Regions from separate parts of the Mus musculus genome. Here region 2 is linked to region 1. The links are chromatin contacts, called in public promoter capture Hi-C maps. All regions are on one chromosome and are shown on one strand. Each heading gives the region's core, a stretch centred on a gene start, on an enhancer-like site or on the middle of the called end of the contact. The rest is flanking DNA. Distances are from core to core; before and after follow the strand shown. Region 1 holds the start of Klhl28 (kelch-like 28). Region 2 holds the start of Dmac2l (distal membrane arm assembly complex 2 like).

Evidence for each region. Promoter capture Hi-C pulls out the DNA fragments that hold promoters and counts their contacts.
Region 2: a contact with region 1 is called in a promoter capture Hi-C map of pre-B cells. The contact joins the promoter of Dmac2l here to the promoter of Klhl28 in region 1. A contact is called at or near these places in 2 of 39 promoter capture datasets (cranial neural crest and pre-B cells).

The regions. Positions count from the first base shown.
Region 1 is chr12:64,963,543-64,967,683 of GRCm38.p6, forward strand. It overlaps Klhl28 (kelch-like 28), which reads right to left and starts at 1,994. Exons shown (of 5, transcript NM_025707.3): 1 at 1,867-1,994. It overlaps Togaram1 (TOG array regulator of axonemal microtubules 1), which reads left to right and starts at 2,200. Exons shown (of 20, transcript NM_177805.3): 1 at 2,200-4,141. The coding sequence starts at 2,435.
Region 2 is chr12:69,722,356-69,726,269 of GRCm38.p6, forward strand. Dmac2l (distal membrane arm assembly complex 2 like) reads left to right here and starts at 2,590. Exons shown (of 5, transcript NM_026536.2): 1 at 2,590-2,659. It overlaps L2hgdh (L-2-hydroxyglutarate dehydrogenase), which reads right to left and starts at 2,519. Exons shown (of 10, transcript NM_145443.2): 1 at 2,299-2,519. The coding sequence starts at 2,441.

The sequences.
Region 1 (4,141 bases), core at 744-3,243:
GAGAATCTGTCTTTCTGTCCCTCCAAGCTCCCATAATAGTGTAGGTGTAATTCAGAACCTTGCACATGTTAGGCAAGTGCTCTCTAAGACCTACACCCAGCCATCCGGTACTCATTCTTTTTCACTGACCAGCATTATAATCATCTCTTGGTTTTCATTTCCATCCTTACTCTCTCTAAAAATAGAAAATGGGTGGGGACAGCAGCACGTCTGTTATTGTTTTTCTACTAAAATACATGTGTTAAACCAAACTCAGGCAGATCTACTTATACATCCAAATGATGAATGAAGGCTGTGGACGACACTCAGTGGCAGAACACTTCCCAGCATGAACAAAGCCCCTCGGTTCAGTGTTCAGGACAGTGAAATAACACAGAACAGCAGCAGCAAACCACAAAACAGAAGATAAAAGAAAGTGAAGAAACCCACCAAAGCTTTAAACCAAAGCACAGGATACATGGTTATACAGCCTCATTTATATTAATACTTTTTCCAAAATAAAAAATTAAGAACATTTTAATTATGTTATAATAAAAACTAATAAATACAATTTCAACTTGCATCACCAGGAGTATTAATTATTGTTATAAAGCACTTTGATACATGTGACTCAATTATTTCAAGATTTCAAAAAATAATATAGCTGGGTATGGTGGCACAGGGCTTTAATCCCAACACTTGGGAGGCAGAGGCAGGCAGATCTCTAAGTTGGAGGCCAGCCTGGTCTACACAGGGAGTTCAGAACAACTAGGACTAGACAGGAAAACCCAGTCTCAAAATAATAAAATAAAATAAAATAAAAATTGAGAGATATCCATTTAATACAAAGAGGGACAGAAATACTTTTGCATTTGAAGAATATAAGCTTGGAACTTCAAATTATAACTCAGTCTTTTCTCACTGAAAAGTAATTGTATTATTTCTTTTAAAAGTCTGCCGAACAACAACAAATCTGTTTTCAAGCTTGGTTTGACAGTGCACACTGGTAATCTCAACAATCAGAAGACTGATAGGAGGGTCAAGACTTCAAGACCAGCTTGGGCTATACAGTAATTCAGCATTAATGTTTCAAATACAGACACACAAAAAAGTTGCTCTTTCATGCCCCAAAGGGGTGTGGCCGTATAGGAGATACTCTTAGTTGAACTGAGTCTATTTATAGTTTCTTTTACAAAAAAAAAAAAAACACTCATCAGCTATCAAATTCTCATTTTGCTTAAAATAATGTCTATCAACCTAAATCCTCTGTGCAGAATTCTCTTAGGACTGTAATGCTAAGAACTTGCACCACAACTGAAATTGTCTAGCGATCTCCGTCTCCAGGAGACTGAAAGACTGCAGAGACTCTGGAGTATCCTAGGGGAGATGGGAAAGGTGGAGGTGGGGCGAAAGGAAAAGTCCCACAGAGGAGTTAAAAGATAAAGGCTTTAAGCACTCCGTTTAATGCAAAGGGGAAAACACTGATTCTACCTATCTATAAGAAAACTTGGTGATGCGGACAATGAAAAGGGACAGAAGCCTTTAACACTCCATAGCCAGCGGGTGAAGAGAGGAAAAGGAGGCAAGGGAGAAGAGGGCGGGGCGAGGAAGGTCCCCAACGACAAGAAAGTCTTTTTTAAAAAAGTACTCTGTGTGCTTGGCCTCGGTTAGGTTCTCCTGTACTACTAAGCAGGCTGCAGGTAGAAAGAATCTTATTTTGGACAGCAGTGAGTAGAACGTTTACAATGGTAACCAGCACTGTGCAGAACATGTCGTCTCTCTCTGCCTGCTCTGGTCCAGTTCTTTGCCTCGCATTCTGGCTCCTGGGGCACTCGGGGAACACACCACCAAAGCCTGCACCACTGTATAATAGCAAAAGGAAAATACCTGAGTCCCAGGAATAACACCTGCAGCAACAGGAGGAGGAGCCACGGAAAACTGGAACCCGGGATGGGATCCTCTCTTGCTCCCGTCAAACCTCAACTCTTATGGGTGGGGTGGAAAACTTCCGCCCCGGACAAGGGAGCGTCATTTCCGTCTAAGGCCTTGACCCCGCCTCTTCATTCTGGCTACGTTCAGACTTCCTCTTCCAGGAATCTTCGGCCTATGCTTTAAGTCCTTACATGGACTACATAACCCAGCATCCACCGCGGCAGATTGGTTTCCGGGTCAAGAGGTCCGCTCTGGGTGCATCACCATGGAAGCGCTCGGTTTGGTCACGTGGTGGCCCTGGTTACGCCGGGTGGCGCCTGTGGGGTCCCAGGCTCAGCGGGGGCCATTTTGCCGGAGGCTGGCTCCGGGAGTGGAAGGCCCGAGCGGCCTGGCAGCTGACCGGAGCCGTTCCTTCTCTTCCTCTGCAGCTCGGGGCTTGGAGAGGAACTGGAAGGCTGGGCTTCATCCAGCCCTCCCAAGACGGCAATGGTTCCCTCCAGCTCTCGCTACCTGACGACCCTCCATGGCGGCCGCGCCTTCCGAGCTGCTCCCGCTGCCGCCTCCTGCGACCCCTGGTTCCTATCGCCTCCTGAGCCGCTGTCGTCCTTACGCCCCAGGGACTGATGGTCGTCGATCCGGGGGCACCATGAGAGGCGAGAAAAACTATTACTGCCGTGGGGCTGCCGGGGATCATGGCTCCTGCCCCGCGACGCCGTCGCCTCTGGCCTCGACCCTCCTGTTACCGGCGGAGGCTGTTTCAACTAGCTGGTCCGGGCCTGGAAGTGGGCTCTCGGGCGGAGATGAGGAGGAGACTCGGCTTCTTCAACTCCTGCGCACCGCACCGGATCCTTCCGAGGCGTTCCAGGCTTTGCAGGCTGCCTTGCCGCGGCGAGGCGGCCGGCTTGGCTTTCCCCGCCGCAAGGAAGCCTTATATCGGGCGCTGGGCCGAGTGCTTGTGGAAGGCGGCAGTGAGGAGAAGAGGCTCTGCTTGCAGCTTCTCTCGGACGTTCTTCGGGGTCAGGGCGAGGCGGGTCAGCTGGAAGAGGCCTTCAGTTTAGCGCTTTTGCCTCAGCTCGTTGTCTCGTTACGAGAAGATAACCCTGCCCTACGGAAAGATGCGCTGCAGATCCTGCATATTTGTCTTAGGCGTAGTTCTGGGCAGGTCCTGCGAACTCTCATCCAAGGCCTGGAAAGTCCAGATGCCCGGCTTAGAGCTTCCACTGCGCTGTTGCTCCCTATCTTGTTCACTCCTGAGGATTTGTTGCAGGGTTTGGATCTCACTGAAGTAATAATATCTCTGGCCCGAAAGCTTGGCGATCAGGAGATGGAAGAAGAATCCGAGACAGCCTTCTCTTCACTTCAACAAATTGGAGAACGACTTGGTCAAGAGAGGTTTCACTCCTACATCTCGCGTTTGCCTTCTGCACTGAGGAGGCACTACAATCGCCGCCTGGAGTCCCAGTATGGAAGTCAGGTTCCTTATTATTTGGAGCTAGAAGCCTCCGGGTTTTCTGAAGATGCTGCCCCGTGTGTAGTGAATCTTTCCAGTAGCAATCTTAAATTTGAGATTATTCCCCAGGAACTCCATGCAAGACTGTTGGATCAGGAAGATTATAAAAACAGGACTCAGGCTGTTGAAGAACTAAAGCAGTTGCTGGGAAAATTTAACCCAAGTTCGACCCCTCATGCTAGTCTCGTTGGTTTCATTAGCTTATTGTATAACTTGCTAGACGATTCCAATTTCAAAGTGGTCCATGGCACACTTCAAGTTCTCCATTTGCTGGTCATTCGCCTGGGAGAGCAGGTGCAACAGTTCTTGGGACCAGTTATAGCGGCTTCTGTGAAAGTGCTGGCAGACAACAAGTTGGTGATCAAGCAGGAGTACATGAAAATCTTCCTAAAGCTAATGAAAGAAGTGGGTCCTCAGCGGGTGCTTTCTTTGCTCCTGGAAAACCTTAAACATAAGCATTCCAGAGTACGGGAGGAAGTAGTGAACATTTGCATCTGTTCCCTCCTGACCTACCCCAGTGAGGATTTTGACTTACCCAAACTGTCCTTTGATCTTGCTCCAGCTCTTGTGGATAGCAAACGCAGGGTACGCCAGGCAGCTTTAGAGGCCTTTGCTGTTTTGGCATCATCAATGGGCTCAGGTAAAACCAATGTTCTTTTTAAAGCTGTAGATACTGTTGAATTGCAGGATAATGGCGATGGGGTGATGAATGCCGTGCAG
Region 2 (3,914 bases), core at 1,340-3,839, 4.8 Mb after region 1:
GTGCATGAAGATGGAGCATCCACATATTTATGTTTATAGACCTCACCAAACTTCACTTGCATAATTCTCATTAGGGAGCAATTAAAGTACTAATTTATAACATGTCATTTATGTATTATATGACACATATCTCATTACATAGCACATACCATTTATACTATCATTTGCCCTTTGCCCTCCCAGACAGAATCAGATACTTAAGTTCTGCTGGGACCATAGTCTCTGCATATGAACCTTCTTCAGCTTCACTCTGATCATGATGGAGCTTTTATCATAGGCTCCTGGGTGGCAGGGAAGGAGTCAGGGGAACCATGGATGAAAGTGAACCAAAGGATGGTGAGGGTGGAGGCCTCCTACATGAGACAACCAGCAGATAGATGCCTCTACCTGAGGATAGGTTATGGGAGGATAGGTTATGGTCAAGGTTTTCTCTCCAGAGATGCTTTCAGAGGCCCATAGACCTTAGCACAACCAATCATGTTATAGGCACCATCCTAAGCTTAGAACCTAGCATGGAGGCCCCCAAACCTGCCAAAATGGGAACACAGACCAAATCCAGCAAAGACCTAGTCCACAGTTACAGGATCCAGGAAAGTCCCTAAACCTTACTTTTTGGCTGGTATCACTGCTGACTATTAGAAAGCCAGCACTTGGCAGATACTGTTCATTCATGTTGCTACCAGGGCAGCTGCTATAGCCCAGTGTCTGGCAGAGCTGTGGGCAGCTGTCAGGGCTCGTCTTTGGTGATCCTCAAAAGCTCACTAATAACCGGGCCCTGACACCTTAGAGGGCACCCGTGTCCAGGCCCACAATAGAGCATTTCTATGCCCAAACTGAGATTACACAAAATATGATTAAACTGTATAGAGCTATACACAGAACACAGAATGCACATAAATTTGGTAAAACCTGAATGTGTGCATTGTATCAACATTAACACCAAGGCAAATGGTGGGACAGGAGGAAGGTGACATAAAACCATTCTATAATTTTTGCAACTTTCTATAGGTCTACAATTGTTTCAAAATAATCAGTATTTTAAAAACTGGGATAAGAAAATGGTTAATTGGCAAAGTGCTTGCCATACAAGTGAGGACTTGAGTTTGTACCCAAAGCACCTTTATGTAAGGGCATTCCTTGTTCAACCCATGTAACCTTGGGATCAGGGGCAGGGAGACAGGCAGATCCCTCGTGCTTACTGAGCAACCAACCAATCACCTCAAGAGACCCTATCCCCCACCCCATCCCTCTCCTGCCCCGAGGCAGTGGAGGCAAACACCTTTAATCCCTGCAGACACTGAAGATCTCTGAGTTCAAGGACAGCCTGGTCAACAAGATAGCCAGGATACAAAGAGAGACCCCATGTGGAAAAAGCAAGTGACAGATAGAAACACACACACACACACACACACACACACACACACACGGAGGGGGAGGGAAAAAGGGAGGGGGACAGGGAGAGGGAGAGAAATTGGGAGAGATCCAGTCTCAAAAGTTAAGGTGGCGCAGGTTGGGTGGCACGTGCCTTTAATTCCTGCACTAGGAAAGGAGTGGCAGGTTGATAGCTTGAGGCATTAGAGGCCAGCCTGATCTACACCGGAGTCATAGGACAGCCAAAGGAAAACAAACCAGTACCGTTTAACATGCTTTAAACGCGTCTTAAACAAAAACACTGCCCCTCTCCAGGGTCGTGCCACACCTCGGTCTGCCACTAAATCCATTCGCATGGTCTACCTTGTCTCAAACAATCAAAAGCTCCCCCACCCCCACCCCTCCACCCCGCCCTTAAAGCTTTCACACCGAACACTGTATTTGCCAGCTTTCCTAGGCAGCTCACAGTAGGCAACTGAGTTGCTTCTAGTGAGGACAACTCTAGTGTGTGCAAGGAACTGACCCACAGAAGCCAAGTTCTGGATTTTCCAAGCAACACAGGGGATGATAGTTAAGAAGCTGCATACTTATTGGCAGTGTGCTAGGTCTTTTAATCTTCAAAGTGACCACCTAGGGGCCAGACTAGGATCCTAGTCACCAGTCACCCTTTAGAGTGGTTAAGAAATGGAGAGGAGTTGTGTATTCGGAGCCAGATTAGCTCCGGACCTCAACTCAACACTGCCTTTCCTATGGCGCACAAACGCAGTGGACGAACCCTGCGGGTCAGCAGCTCCTGGGATTCGAGGCTGGACCACAGAATCAGGACTTCCTCGCCGGGGACAGAGACATCGAGTCGGGGGACACAGACAGGTTCAGTTGGAGATCCCTGAGCGGAACAGCAAGTGCAGGCCGCCGCCTCTCACTTACCTGGTGCTGGAGCTTCTGCGGCCACCCCCGCACAGTAGCCCGGGCACCCCGGACGCCGGTCCACTTGCGCGGAGGAAGCCCCCAGCCACGCAGTACCGGGCCAGTCCGCAGACACCGCCTACGTAGCGCAGGGTCGGCCACATGGCCTGCGCCACCTCCCCTCCCTCCACCCCAGCACCCGCAACCTGAACGGACTCTAAGGGTGAAGCGCGCCGCTCTCCAGCCCCGCCCCCAGACGAGAGCCAATGAAACACGCGCGTTTGCCTGACGTGGGCGTGGTCTCCGCTGGCCAATGAGCGAGCGCCGTGGAAGGAAAAGACCGAGGGCGAAGGGCCGGCCAGGCGCAGGGACGCAGCACGCCGTGAGTAAGAGGAGCTAGGGCGAAGGCGGGGACCGGGTGGTGGTTCCACTCTCCGGGACCTCCGCCCGCACAGGCTTGACTGGACGCCGGCGCTGTTCCGCCAGAGAAGGCTGGGCATGTCGGGGTGACCCCTGGCTCCTGCGGCCTCTCCTTCGGCCACGCCTCCTGGTCGGTTGGCGACGCTGTGGCCCGGGAGCTGGGGACTAAGCCACCTCCTGCCGCTCCCTGTCACTACCCTGCTGATTGCCCGCAGGTTTCTGGGCCCTTCATGGGGCTCCTGGTTGGTTGTTCATTCAACCACTGACTCAGCTTGTAAATATCGGGCGCTGAGCTAGGCGCTGGATGAAAGTAGACGGCTCGGTCTCTGTCGTCATTTAGTGTTGTTTTTTTGGTTTCTATTATTGACTTGTATATGTGCCTATGCGAGCTTATTGCAACAGGTATGTGCAGGAGTTTGTGAGACCAGAAAGGGGAGTACAGGATCGCCTGGAACTGGAAATTCTGAGCTGCCATGTGGGTGCTGGGAATCTAGGCCCTCAGGTAAGACCAGTTAACAGTCTTAACCATAGAGCCATCTCTCTAGCCCCAAACTTTTCTTTATTAATTTACATCTCTGCCCCAGCTTCCCCTTCCTTCTCTCAGGCCTTCCTGACTAAGCCAGCTCAGTCAACAGGTTCTCCAGGGAGGGATGAAAAAATTGAAAAGAAAAAGACAATTAGACAGTACTATTAACATAACCCTAGCCCGTTCTGAGGTTGAAGCAAGGTTATTTTTCCTCCAGTCAGTCTGCTTTTATACAATTCTAAGTACATGCAAAGAATAAGGTCAGTCCTAAGTCATAAACAGAGTTAAGGAACAAAGCCTAAACAAAGGTGCCATGATAGTTGTATTCAGAGTCTTATCAAGACCCATCAAAATACAAAATAACTCTGTCCTCAGCTGTGTTCATCTTGAGCCTACTTCCCAGTCCTGGCCCAACCTCAAATTCTTGCCAAATTTTTAAAAGCAGGCATCCAAAGCGCTGTAGCCTTCTTCTCACTATCGACCCCACCCCCACCCACCCACTTAGGAAAAGGGGCAGCCTCCTATGGATATCAACCAGCCACTGTATGTGACGTTGCATAAGACTAGACACATTCTCTCCTCTTGAAGCTAGACAGGGCAGCCCAGTAGGAGAAAAGGGTCCCAAAGGCGGGCTCCTGCTTATCCCACTTGAAAACCAAGCTACGGGCTGGTGAGATGGCTCAGTGGGTAA